Regions from separate parts of the Pan troglodytes genome. Here all the other regions are linked to region 3. Evidence: chromatin contacts called from public HiChIP or PLAC-seq data. All regions are on one chromosome and are shown on one strand. The core of a region is the stretch at or near the end of the contact, and the rest is flanking DNA. Distances in the headings are between cores, read along the strand shown. Region 1 holds the start of TEX2 (testis expressed 2). Region 2 holds the start of PL-B (placental lactogen PL-B). Region 3 holds the start of ERN1 (endoplasmic reticulum to nucleus signaling 1).

Region 1 (3,983 bases), core at 664-3,163, 130 kb after region 3:
CTTCTTCTCCAGAAGCATTCTAACATAACCTCTAATAATGAACATTATGTTTGGTATATGCTGTGTCTAATCTTCTCTCACGATGACATAACTTGCTCTTCAAACCTCCAAGAATCAGCCCAAACCAAACTCCTGAATTTTTCCTCCCTCCTCGTCTGTCCCAGCCCCTCGGTTGCTTGTCAGTAGACTCAATTACCACCATCTTCTGATCTGAATCAATTTGTTAATCTCCTTCCTCTCAGGCACAGTGCCTTTTACTGGAGATAAACATGCAAGCAAGTTCAGTTCACCCAGAGCCCTCCACATCCTCTCCCTCCAAGCCTTCACACTCCCAAAGGGGCCCAGAAAAAAAAGAAAGAAATGATATGGCAAAATCCCACTCTATCCACATCACCTCAGGGGGCTTGTTTACCATAACTTTAGACCAACTACCATTTTGGGGAGAATCTGAAAGAATATTGTTTATGGGCTAGGTAAGAGCTAACAGAAATGGCAGCTTAATTCTTCCAATATGAGACAAGCGTCTCTGTGTGACCCAGCTCTAAAGCTCACAAACCTAGACTCCTCAACTCCCCATACTCCAGAGTTCAAGGATAACCTGCCCTCCATTTTTCCTTATTGTTTTCCATATAAAAGTCACTCGTTGTTTCCCCTCCAGCTTACACCTGGCTCCTGAAATGACTCCTCTGAATCCTCTGAGAATCCTCAAAACATGTAAAAGGCTCATTCCTTTTAATGCATGTGCAGAGCGGTGATGGTGTGAAGACGCTGGCACTTCAAACGTGAATGTGGCACGAGCCCTGCCCTCAAGGAGCCCACAATTTTCCCTCAACTCTAAAAAAGGATGTCCTCCCTGGGCAGTGTCTGTAAAACACAGTGACAAAGTACTTCATAGCTCTGGAGAAAGAGCGAGGGTGGAAACAGACTTTGCCCTTACATCTGACGCCCAGTAACCATAACAACCGATGGTTTAAGTAACTATCAACCCACTGAGGGGCTAAGTTTTCCAAAAATCGTTTTCAAAAGGGGAAGACTCCCCTGCACCAACTCCCATGGCAGCCGTACGCTCTAGGCAGCGTGTGGTGCAATGTGGCCAGCCGTTCCCCGCCTTCTCCGGTCCCACCGTATGGTTTCCGTGCTCAGCAGCCAGCAGCGACGGCGTCCACGGCCACACCGCCTCCCCGCAAGGCACCTGGCGCTAGGCCTCAGCCCAATGTCACTTGTTAACCTTCCGATCCCCCGGATTTCGGCACGCCGCCGCCTCCCTGCTAAAGCACACAAACCACCCCACCGCCACCCGCGTTCTCCAGGAGTTGGAGAAAAACCACCGGGGCGCATACAACCTCTGACAGATTCGAGTAAAAGTAACTGCGGTTCTCGACTTTCAAGCATTTCGCCTCGCCGGTGAGGGGGGCGGCAGGAACCCGGGGCCCCATTCATAAAATTGCAAGCCGTTTTCCTCTAGTTTGCGCGTGACGGTGCCTCCCTGCCCGGGGCCGGGGACCGCAGGCTGAGGGGACCGGGCCGGCAGCTCCTCGCGCCGGAGTCGAGCCCGAGCCATCCGGCGGGGCCCCGAAGGAAGGGATTGCCCGGGGGCGTCGCGGGTGGGCGTCCCCTTCAATACCCGAACCATGACAGCGGGGTGGGGGGCCGAGCCCCGCCACGCCAAGGGCCGCCGGACCCGACCGGTACTCTGAAGCCCGCGGGGTCGATCCGCGCCCAGCCCGGGCCTTATCCGCGGGGCGCTCCCTCCACCGCCCCCGCCTGGCCCCGAGACTGCTCACCCAAGATCCGCTGGCTGCCTCATTGTACTATGCCGGCGCCCGTGCTCCCGGCCGCGCGACTCCGGCTTCGGCTGGGGCACCGGCCGCGGTCCTGCCGCCCGCCCGCCCCCGGGCACACGCCGCCCCGCCCCGCCGGCGGACCCGCCCCGCGCCCGCGGCCGCCGCCGCCAACCAGAGGGCGCGGGGGCGGAGCAAACGGCACGCCAGGCCCAACCAATCCAGTTCTACCGCGCGCCGAGGTGAGGCCGCGGAAATGGGGGAGCGATTTGTCAGGTCTGTTAAAGGGGCCACCGCCCTTGGAGCTAGGGAGAGGAGTGGTGGGGAGGGTTACCTGGAAGAGCCCCAGGTGAGGGGGACAAAAGCTTCACTCTCCCAACGGGGCTGCACACTGTCCCCAGCTCTTTGCACTTCTTGATTTCCTCTTCCTGCAGTCTAGCAGCAACAAGTGCCCTTGAGACGAGGGCTGGGGGTTGAGGTGGGGTGACTGAGGCGCGGAGAACCAGGGGTATCCCCCTGGGCAAATTCACTCGATTTGCATTTTAGAGGGCCATCAGACATATCTATCCCCATCCAACTGCAGACATTGATTTAAAAAGGCAAATTCCCAGTTTCCCCCATTATGTACTTCCCCCACCTGACTACCACACTACCACATCCTATCCTGAACTAACTCTGTTACTAGTTTTTTTGTTTGAGACGGAGTCTCGCTCTGTCGCCAGGCTGGAGTGCAGTGCCGTCATCTGGGCTCACTGCAACCTCCGCCTCCTGGGTTAAAGCGATTCTCCTGCCTCAGCCTCCCGAGTAGCTGGGATTACAGGCGCGTGCCACCACACCCAGCTAATTTTTGTATTTTTAGTAGAGACGGGGTTTCACCATGTTGGCCAGGATGGATCCGCCGGACCCAGCCTCCCAAAGTACTGGGATTACAGGCGTGAGCCACCGCGCCTGGCCACGAGTTCTTAGAGCTTAGAACTTATATAGTATTAACTACTCATTTTTAGAGAGGCAATATCTGAGGCTCAGAGAGGTAAAGTGACTTCTCGAGGTAAATTCTCACTTAGAATGAGCTTCCTGGGATGGCAATGCCCATTGTGCATTTATCTTCTGCGAACCTGGGTTGGCTGGCAGAAGCACTGGCACATAGGGAGAGTTCCCCCTTCCCCTGTAGTCCTTGCCCCTCTGCACTTCCCACCCACCACAAGAAAGGACCAAGGCAACAAACAGATGTGTCAGTGTGTCTCCTGCATTAGTGGGTCCCAAACGTCAGATCTTCAACGTCAGATCATCCTGGAGGGTTTTAACATGAAGATCTCTAAGTCCCACCCCAGAACCTGTAATTCAGTAAGTCTGGGATGGCCTTCGACACCCCTCCCTCCAGGTGATTCTAATGCAAGTGGTACAAGGACCACACTCAGGTGCATATTTTGAGTCTATCATAGTCATGAAATTCAAATTCAACTGGCAAAATGAAAGCCAAACTCCTTTCATCCTCAGAATTAGTAATATGGTTGGGAGACTTGCTAGTAAGGGAGGAGGTCACCTACTAAGACACTCATAACAGAATAAGTCATGCCAAGAACTGAGTGTAGAAGGGCACTGGACCCAGATGAAACAACAGCTGAAAGTTTGAAATCCTCAAGCAGGAAGAAGATTTGATGCCTCAAGCAGAGGGAAGCCAGGCTAGTTCTCTGACCCGTGAGACAGTGCATAAATGTCTTAATGGCAGACACACTCCGGCTCACCACCAGGCCCAGTCATGATCCCAGAAGAATGCCCTGCTACTCTGGTGCCTCATTCCAATGCCAGCAAGCCCTGCCTACCCTCCTGGCAACATTCCTCTCCCCTTCCTAGTATCCCAGACACCTGCCTGACCCAGAAGTCATTGTCCTCAGACTTGGAGGTCAGCCCTCGCCCACTAGATCTTGCAGGTCAGCTGCCTCCCACACAGATCTTGGGCTCTTGGAATGGCCTCCATACGATAACCCTGTTTGTGCTGTGATTTCTGATGGATGTTGTGTTGCCAGGGACAACTCTACACAAGGATTGATCAGCCTCATGAGAATGCAGTCTCTGGGCTGCAGGCATTACTGCCTGGGATCACCACTTGCTTCTATTGCCCTTCCCAAAGGAAAAATAATTCATGTCCCAACAGGAGAGGTTTCCAGTTGTGGTTATCTGGAAATGTGCAACAAAGGCAGT
Region 2 (4,168 bases), core at 1,646-4,145, 220 kb before region 3:
GATTTCATGAAATCATTTTTGGATACTAGAGTTCCCGTAAGCATCTTAGTATCGATTTAGGTCACCAGTCACTTAGCCAAGGTTCTTGGGAGAGTAAACTCTTAACTAACCACCTCTCCTTAGTGCTTATTTGGAAATAATAAACATCTCAGATGTTTATTATTATTATAAAACATCCAAAAATTCAATGCAGAAATAACTACAATTTCTTCAGTACTATAATATGTCAAAAATACCATTGCATTTAATCCTCACATAATCCTTGTAAAGCAATATATTATTATCTCAGCTTGGTCAAGTAATTTATTCAGCGACACTAAATTGCATACAGCCCAAATCTTTCTGATTCTTTCCCTTACACCAGGTTACCCCAGTCAACATCTCTTAGAACAAAATTGCTCAGAGACAGCTTGGAGACCATGTGTGTTTGGGTTAATTTTTGCCCTTAAGAGATTTTCAGTATGTGTTGCCATTATTTAAATATTAGATTTCCCGTAACAGTCTGGATGTCCTGGCTGTCTCAAAGAATCAGAAGGTCTGGAAGCCATGTCCCTGCAGTCCTGATGGTGACAGGCTGGCTGGGTCCCACCTCAGTAGGGGCTTGAGTTCTGCAGATTGTGCTGGTTCCCACCCCTCTGTGTTGCATCCCCTGAAGGGAAGCGAGTGTCATCTGGGATTTATCCCCTCCCATCCAGCCCTCATTGCTTACATTGTTATCTACCTGGAACTTGTTGGCACTGCATTTGCAACCGCAAATAAAATCTCTCTTCCACTTCCCTTGCCCTAATTCAGATTCCAAATGCTCTGGTTCCATATGTCTCAAACTCATTTTTGCATTGTTCTCATTTCCCTAGAGTAGTTGGGCTTAAGGAATATTCATCTTAAAATTCTTCTGAACACAAGTAATTCTATGCCATTGTTTCCTCACCTGTTGGGGAGTTTTTGCCTCTGCACTTAATAGCCCATCTTGTTTTCATTTCTTCCCACTCCTGGGGGTCTAGGTTTGGTGTTGCTCGTGATGGTGGGGGAGGAAGAAATGCCTTCAAGTCATCTCTGAGATGACCAATGAGCTGTGACCAGCAAGCTGGGACCACTGAGCTGGTGGAATGGCCTTAGTGAGTAATAGACAGCAGTGATGTGTCAGCCTTTTTCTGGCCCAGGAACAGCCAAACCTCTTATATTTCAGTGGCCTAGTTCCCAATAGACCCTGAAGGCCCTCCAGGTCTTCTTTCCACCTACCCCTTGCTCCATACCACCACCTTCCACCCCATAATATTATAGAATGACACCTAGTCAGACAAAATGATACAACTTAATTTTATTAGGACAAGGCTGGTGGGCACTGGAGTGGCACCTTCCGGGGCCAGGAGAGGCACTGGGGAGGGGTCACAGGATGCCACGCGGGCACCTAGAAGCCACAGCTGCCCTCCACAGAGCGGCACTGCACCATGCGCAGGAATGTCTCGACCTTGTCCATGTCCTTCCTGAAGCAGTGGAGCAGCCCGTAGTTCTTGAGCAGTGCGTCATGGTTGTGCGAGTTTGTGTCAAACTTGCTGTAGGTCTGCTTGAGGATCTGCCCAGTCCGGCGGCTGCCGTCTTCCAGCCTCTGCAAAGTGAAGGAAGAGAAGGAGAGGCCAAGCGCTTGGGCACTGTTCCCTCCCTCTCTCATTTATCCATTTTCCTCCCTCCCTTTCAGGGTGTAGAAAAAGGCCTAGAGGATTCACCAGGAGAAATGAAGAATAAGGTGAGTTCTCTTGGGTAGGCGCCTTACTGCTACAAAGAGGGCAGCAGTGTTTCTCTCCCCCAGCCCTCGAAGCCAGTGGGGTTCCAGGATCGGGGAACCCCGGTGCCACCCTCACCCCCATCAGCATTTGAATGCCTTCCTCTAGGTCCTTTAGGAGGTGATAGTCATCGCTGTCCGAGGTGTCATACACCAGGTTGTTGGCGAACATACTCCTGAGGAACCGCACGGGCTCCAGCCACGACTCGATGAGCAGCAGGGAGATGCGGAGCAGCTCTAGATTCTGCAGGGGAAGGACCGGCAGTGGCTGTGCTGCCCGCGGGCTCTGACCACAGGTCTCCCCCATCCCCGCCTAGGGGAGACGGCATCCACTCACAGATTTCTGCTGCGTTTCCTCCATGTTGGAGGGTGTCGGAATAGAGTCTGAGAAGCAGAAGGAGGTCTGGGAGTCATGCAGGAATGAATACTTCTGGTCCTTTGGGATATAGGCTTCTTCCTAGGAGAAGAACCCCCCACCAAGAAGGACCGCAGCTTTCTATGCTGGAAACCAGCTCCCATTGTTACTTTTCTGGGAATCTGGCTCAGCCTATGCTCATCTGCCTGCATTTTCGCTTCAGAAAACAACCCTGAGCTCCTTAGTCTCCTCCCATTACTTCCCCAGTGGGGGAAAGTCACCCCTTCTTGCCACCCCTGACCCCCACCCATTCCCCAAGAGCTTACAAACTCCTGGTAGGTGTCAATGGCCAGCTGGTGCGCGCGATGGGCTTGGAGCATAGCGTGGTCAAAAAGCCTGGATAACGGAACGGTTTGGACGGCACCAGCCTCTTGAAGCCAGGGCAGGCAGAGCAGGGCAAAAGCCAGGAGCAGGGATGTCCGGGAGCCTGGGGAGAAACCGGATGGCAGGAAGGGAGCTACAGAGCAAGAGGCCAGCGCTCTCCCTGCTCCAGGAGCTGTTTGTTTTTGTCTCCCTCTCCATCCCTCCAGGGACGAGGAACATTCAGAGATTGGCCAAATATCTGGCCTTAGATGGCGATATTCACATTCATAAGCCCCAAACCTGAGGGTTAGTGCCCCCGTCCCATCTACAGGGCGCCGCCTCTCCCCTCAGGACACGTTGTGCCCAAAGGGATTTTAGGGGCGCTTACCTGCAGCCATTGCGGCTAGGTGAGCTGTCCACAGAACACTGAGTGGCTCCGGGAGTTAGGCCTTGGGATGCTGGAGCTGGTCTCTTGTGGGCCCTTTTTATACCCTGGCCAGTTCTCTCTCCCTGCTTGACCCCACCTGTTTCTGTGTACATTTATGCATGGGGCCACTGACGGGCTTGTGCTAATGGATAATTTAGAAGCTCCTCCCACACATGCTGGGATCATGCCCCCTGACTTGTCATCTTTCCCTTCCCACGGTCACCAGCGTTGTGAGGGTTGTGCACAGAGTGTCAGCCAGAGATACCACCCAACTTGTCCTCTCTTTAAGGGGCAGGTGGGTGCCCCCTGGCAGCAGGCCATGGTGGCCAACCTGAACGCGGAGAAGGATGTCAGGATAGGCAGTCCTTGAGACCCCTACCGACCACATCCCACTCTCTATCCTATTCCTTTCCTCCTCCCCGCATGTTTAACCTCCACCCACCAGACAGAATGTGTGTGTTGGGAAAAGGGGCCAAGCACAGCCAATAGATTGTGGGGGTTGTGAGCACGATTCAGTCCTGAATTCCACTTTTGCTGACTCCTCCTGGGCCAGCCTGAGTCAGCTGGATGCAGTGCTAACACTGACCACTAGAGGGAACCAACCCCATACTTTGCTCTCCCCTTTCCCTGAGCCTTGGGGCGGAGGCGGGGGTTGAGGGCGGTTGGGGTGCTCCCCCAGGTCCCTGGGCACCAGGAACCCAGACTCAAGGTATTGCCCCAGCTCCCTGGACCTGCAGCAGAGATACAAACCAAGAAACCGAAATCCCGGGAACAGACACGGACCACAAGCGCTTCCTCCCATAGCCCTGAAACCATCAGAGAATCTCAAAGTTGGAAGAGCTCTTGAAGATTTGAATCTCTTCCCCAGCTTTGGAACTCAGAACACATCACGCCGAAAAATGCCCTATCCATCCATGGAAGCCCGTCCTCTTTTTTCTCCTCCTCCTTTGCAGACCTGTGTAGAGCTTATCCAGTTGCGAAGGGCCTGCCTGTGCATTCTCACGTCTGACCTGCAACTTGTCTTGTGTAGGAGGTATGATTATCATCCCATTTCACATATCAGGAGACTGAGGCTCAGAGAGACTGATTGCATGAGTTACCTCAGCCAGGGCAGCAGATCTCCACAACCTTGCTCTTCCCACATTGCGTCATTTAAAGTCCTTTCTCCAGGCCGGGCACGGTGGCTCATGCCTATAATCCCAGCACTTTGGGAGGCTGAGGTGGGTGGATCACTTGAGGTCAG
Region 3 (4,535 bases), core at 1,451-3,950:
GCATTTTGGAAGGCCAAGGTGGGTGGATCACTTGAGGTCAGGAGTTTGAGACCAACCTGGCCAACATGGTGAAACCACGTCTCTACTAAAAATACAAAAATTAGCCGGGTGTGGTGGTGGGCACCTGTAATCCCAGCTACTCGGTAGGCTGAGGCAGGAGAATCGCTTGAACCCGGGAGGCGGAGGTTGCAGTGAGCTGAGACCACACCATTGCACTCCAGCCTGGGCAACAAGAGTGAAGAAACTCCATATCAAAAAAAAAAAAAAAAAAAAAAGAAGTAGTAGTAGTAGTAAAAGAATATGCCTAGGGCACAGCTAGCAAGTGACCAGTTAGAACTCAGGTTTGTCTGATTTTATACCCACTGCGTTCTGCACATCACTGTTGCCTGGTTTAACTGCAAACTTTGCTATGAGTTTCATTTACAATTTTAAAATAATAATTCTTACTATGTTTGGGGGTAAAAACTCTTGGGAGAAAATTCTAGGAGTGAAATTCTGACCTTTCTTTTTTTTTTTTTTTTTTTTGAGACAGAGTCTTGCTCTGTCACCCAGGCTGGAGCACAGTGACTCCATCTCTGCAACCTCTGCCTCCCGGGTTCGGGTGATTCTCCTGCCTCAGCCTCCCCAGTAGCTGGGATTACAGGCCTGCGCTACCACACCCGGCTAATTTTTTTTTTTTTTTTTTTTTGTATTTTTAGTAGAGACAAGGTTTCACCATGTTGGCCAGGCTGGTCTCAAACTCCTGACCTCAAGTGATCCACCCACCTCAGCCTCCCAAAGTGCTGGGATTACAGGCATGAGCCACCGGGCCCGGCCTGACCTTTCACCTAAATATAGTTACGCTAAACTATAACCTTTTGATAAGGGTCTGGAATATTTTATCATGAACTCTGAGAAGTTTGGATTTCTAAATACAAATTGGAAATATTTACACGAACTGAAACTATAGTTCCAACTACAGCTAAATCGTTATTTTTGGCTCTTTAGCCTAAGTTATTCAATAACCAAACACTAGAATCCAGTGACAAAGTAGCAAAAGGAAAGATGTGGCAAAGGAAACCATTATACACCTATCCCTTGACGTTATGAAATGATCGAATTCATGTCAAACATTTGGTCATTCTGCTTATACCCTCGTTTGTGAACAGATGCCAGGCAGTAGTTACCAATCCAAGGTGAGGTGCTCAAGTTCAAAACCTGACCTTAGTTGTAAAAGTGGGGTTTTTATTTGAAAGAAAAACTTAACTTCCACAAGTTCTATTATAGAGTCTACAAATTTTCCTTTATTTAAAAAAAAAAACCCTGAATTTGAAAAAGGCAACCTTATTTATTTACTTCTCCTGTTTCCAAATTCTTGTTACTCCAAGAGTACAGACAGTTATTTACCTAAAATGCAAAACCTCCAAAGAGTTCACGCGGTGGCTGGCACTCAGGCACACACATGTTAGTGCTCTACTGGGACACCTGGTACATGATATCCCTATTAAAGAGTACACAGTACCTTTAAAGAGGTCATTAAACAGAACACGGACAAATTTGCCACGCTCACATCCTGAACAATACATTTTGTGAAAAACATTCGCTAATTTAGGTTCTTCCAACCAGAAGAAAAAAAAAAGCCAAGTCTCCCACAAAGTGCCCCCAAATCCACAGCTGAGTGAAGGTCATAAAGAGTTAAATGAATGTAAACCAGGCCCTATCATTCGTCTCCTCCAGAAAAAGATGAAAAGACATTTCTGATGGCCCCAGGTGCTCTCCCACGAGGAGACAGTCTTTCATTTGAGGTTCTGAAGCGGCCTCACCTCGAACCCATGCGGGATCTTCCAAGAGTGCAATTCCCACAGCTCCACTTGCTCAAGGAAGTCTCGGTGCACAGAAGGAAGCCTGCAGCCTCCCAGTACCAAGAAACCGGCAGGGCAAGTGGCAGAAGCCAGCTCTTGGGTGAGAGTCCTTACTCCCTGTTGCATTCGTTCCCCAAAGTTTTCGAATTTTTAAAAAGTTCAAACAAGGATTCGAAGCGCAGGACAGACCCTTCCCCTGGATCCCAACGCCCTTTCGGCTCCTCCGCGGCCCCCGCCAGGCAGCGCCGGCGCCCGCCCGCAAGGAGGAGGGTCCCGCAGGTGGGCGGCCTCCTCAGGCCGGGGCCTTCTGGGACCCCCAAGTGCCGTCCAGGACGCCACGAAGTTGCGCCCGAGCCCGTGGGGTCCGGGGAGCCGCTGCCCGTGACAGCCGCGCTGGCTTGGGAGGCTCTTCGGGCGGCCGACGCCTCGGTGGGGCCGCGACTCCCGTCAGGGAAGCCCTCCCGGCCCGGTGCCGCCTCCTACGCCCGGCCCGAGCCTCCCACGGCTGGGCGCACGGGGCATCTGGCCGCCGCCGTCGCGCTCCCAGCTCGGACTCCAGCCCCGGCGGCGCGACGCTGCCCCGGCCCCGACCCGGCCGTCGCGAGCTGTCCTCCACCCCACGCTCCCCGGTCACTCACCCCGAGGCCGGGCAGCAGCAGCGTCAGCAGCAGCAGCAGCCGCCGGGCCGGCATGGCGAGGACTCGGCCCTGGCTCCGGGGGCGGTACGGACAGAGGACGGGGCGGGGGCGCCGCGACGACAGCGAGGCGGTGACCGAGCCTCAGCGGACGCAGAACTGACTAGGCAGCGGCGGCACCCCCATTCCCGGCCCTATAAGCGCTGGGTGCCGCGGCTTCTTCCGGTCGGGGCGGAGTTGGGGGCGGGGACGGGGCGGGGCCAGCCTAGGGGCGTGTTCGGGGCGGAGATGGGGGCGGGCCGAGGGCGTGCCCCGGGCGGGGATGTGGGAGGGGCTGGCTCGGGGCGGGGCCGAAGGCGGTGCTGGCATCTGGCTGGCTTCGCTCATGAGGCGTCGGCGGCTGTAAAGGACCAGGCCTCGGCATCCAGCGTCTGGGGGCGCTGGGGGATCGAGGCGCGAAGCTTGTCTGTGGCTGGGAAAGACTGGCAATGCCCCACCAGGCGGTCCCATTAACCCTGCCGAGGGACCTGCCGCGTCAGACTTCATCGGGGAAAAGGGCGGGACACGGGCGGTCCCGGGTGCCTAGAAGCCTCCTTTTCGTCTTTCCGCCGTGGTGGAATCATCGGCAAGGTTTACCGAGGCGACCTCCGGAGCGAAGGTTTCAGCAGCTACCGGAGGCTTCCAGCAAACACGGCGCAGCTGCCCCGCGCGGCAGTCGCAGTGTTCACAGCCCTAGGGTTCTCCAGCTGTGCCTCGTCTTCTCCGGGGCCCCTTTCTTCCTTTTCCTTGCCCTCAGGAATTCCCCTCAAGTCATATCCACCAGCCATCACTTCCGCTTGGAATGAACCACGGCCAAGTCACTCACCAAAAATTATAAGGAGGAAACCATTTCGGCCACTTGTGTCACGTGCGTTGATGTGACACGTGTGGATGTGAAGTTTGAGATGGTCTGCGTCACAACTCGTTGGAGGGAGTGGGTGGGTTGAGGCCTCCTGCAAGGTCTATGTGAGGGTGTGGAGTACTAATTAGAGTTAAAGAGCTCGGCAGCTGTTTGGTCACTGGCACTGGCCTCCACTGAGAGGGACATGGGGAGGGAGGACACGTCTTTTGCAAGGAAAGACAGTAAACTGAGATTTGGAGCCCAGGGAAAGGTATCTAACTTATCCTAGGAGAAAAAGAAAACGGCTATGAAATTCTCTAATTTTTCCTGACTTGCTTATATGAGAGCCTAAGATTTTTCAGGTTTGAAGGAAAAGAATAAGCAATCCTAGACAAAACAACAAAGTAGTAGTGGGGGACTGGCCAAATGTCCAGTCTGTGTGCATTGTGGTCAATCTTAGCCAACTAAAACAGACCAAAATGACAGTAAGCCCAAATCCTGCAAATAGAGCTCCCCATTCCTGACCCCCTAGGCCTGGATTACAGTGAAGGGACTAAGTCCTACCGCATGCTGGAGACTCCAACACATCTCTGTAAGAGTGGGAAGAATCTTGGCAACTGTGAAAACAGTAGAGACATTTTGAAAAGTGTTACCTGAATGTCTAAATGCAAACAGAGGTTTGGGATTGGCAGAGAGATGTACTGAGAGGCCCAGCACTCCTGAGCAGTATAGCCGGGCATCCAGGGAGGCCTACAGCCCTGAAACTGGGAGGAGCTCTTTATTTCTTGACCTTTTATCTTTTCTTTTTAGAGGTGAGGTCTCACTGTGTTGCCCAGGCTGCTCTCAAACTCCTGGGCTCAAGAGATCCTCCCCAGTAGCTGGGACTTCAGGTGTGCCCCACGACACCTGGCTTGGGAGGACCTCTTTAATGATTACCTGTCCAGTTTGCCAGCTGACAACAGCATCTGTTAGACCCTGTATACTTGACTTAAAAGAGAAGCTTGACTGAAAAATGTCACTTTCACATCCCCCCCTCTGGTGCTTTTTCTCAAACAGAGTAAGTCTAGGAGGGGAAAATTTGCTGTACTGGAACTCTGGCAGCCCTTTTACAATTCAAAATGTCACTGTGACCCTGTAACATCAGCAGATGAAACACAAAGGGGAATGCTGACCTCAATT

Evidence for each region. HiChIP or PLAC-seq counts read pairs in DNA pulled down with a chosen protein or histone mark.
Region 1: an H3K4me3 HiChIP or PLAC-seq map of stem cell-derived excitatory neurons shows a contact between it and region 3, with 2.2 times the contacts expected there. The contact joins the promoter of TEX2 here to the promoter of ERN1 in region 3. A contact is called at or near these places in 1 of 7 Hi-C or Micro-C datasets (stem cell-derived neural progenitor cells) and 1 of 1 datasets of contacts at active chromatin or transcription factors (stem cell-derived excitatory neurons).
Region 2: an H3K4me3 HiChIP or PLAC-seq map of stem cell-derived excitatory neurons shows a contact between it and region 3, with 11 times the contacts expected there. The contact joins the promoter of PL-B here to the promoter of ERN1 in region 3. A contact is called at or near these places in 1 of 7 Hi-C or Micro-C datasets (induced pluripotent stem cells) and 1 of 1 datasets of contacts at active chromatin or transcription factors (stem cell-derived excitatory neurons).

Annotation. Positions count from the first base shown.
Region 1 is chr19:77,392,899-77,396,881 of NHGRI_mPanTro3-v2.0_pri, forward strand. TEX2 (testis expressed 2) reads right to left here and starts at 1,914. Exons shown (of 12, transcript XM_511583.8): 1 at 1,785-1,914.
Region 2 is chr19:77,040,046-77,044,213 of NHGRI_mPanTro3-v2.0_pri, forward strand. It overlaps PL-B (placental lactogen PL-B), which reads right to left and starts at 2,896. Exons shown (of 5, transcript NM_001008999.1): 1 at 2,887-2,896; 2 at 2,462-2,622; 3 at 2,118-2,237; 4 at 1,860-2,024; 5 at 1,409-1,606. The coding sequence starts at 2,896. The coding sequence ends at 1,409.
Region 3 is chr19:77,258,822-77,263,356 of NHGRI_mPanTro3-v2.0_pri, forward strand. ERN1 (endoplasmic reticulum to nucleus signaling 1) reads right to left here and starts at 2,701. Exons shown (of 21, transcript XM_016932752.4): 1 at 2,480-2,701.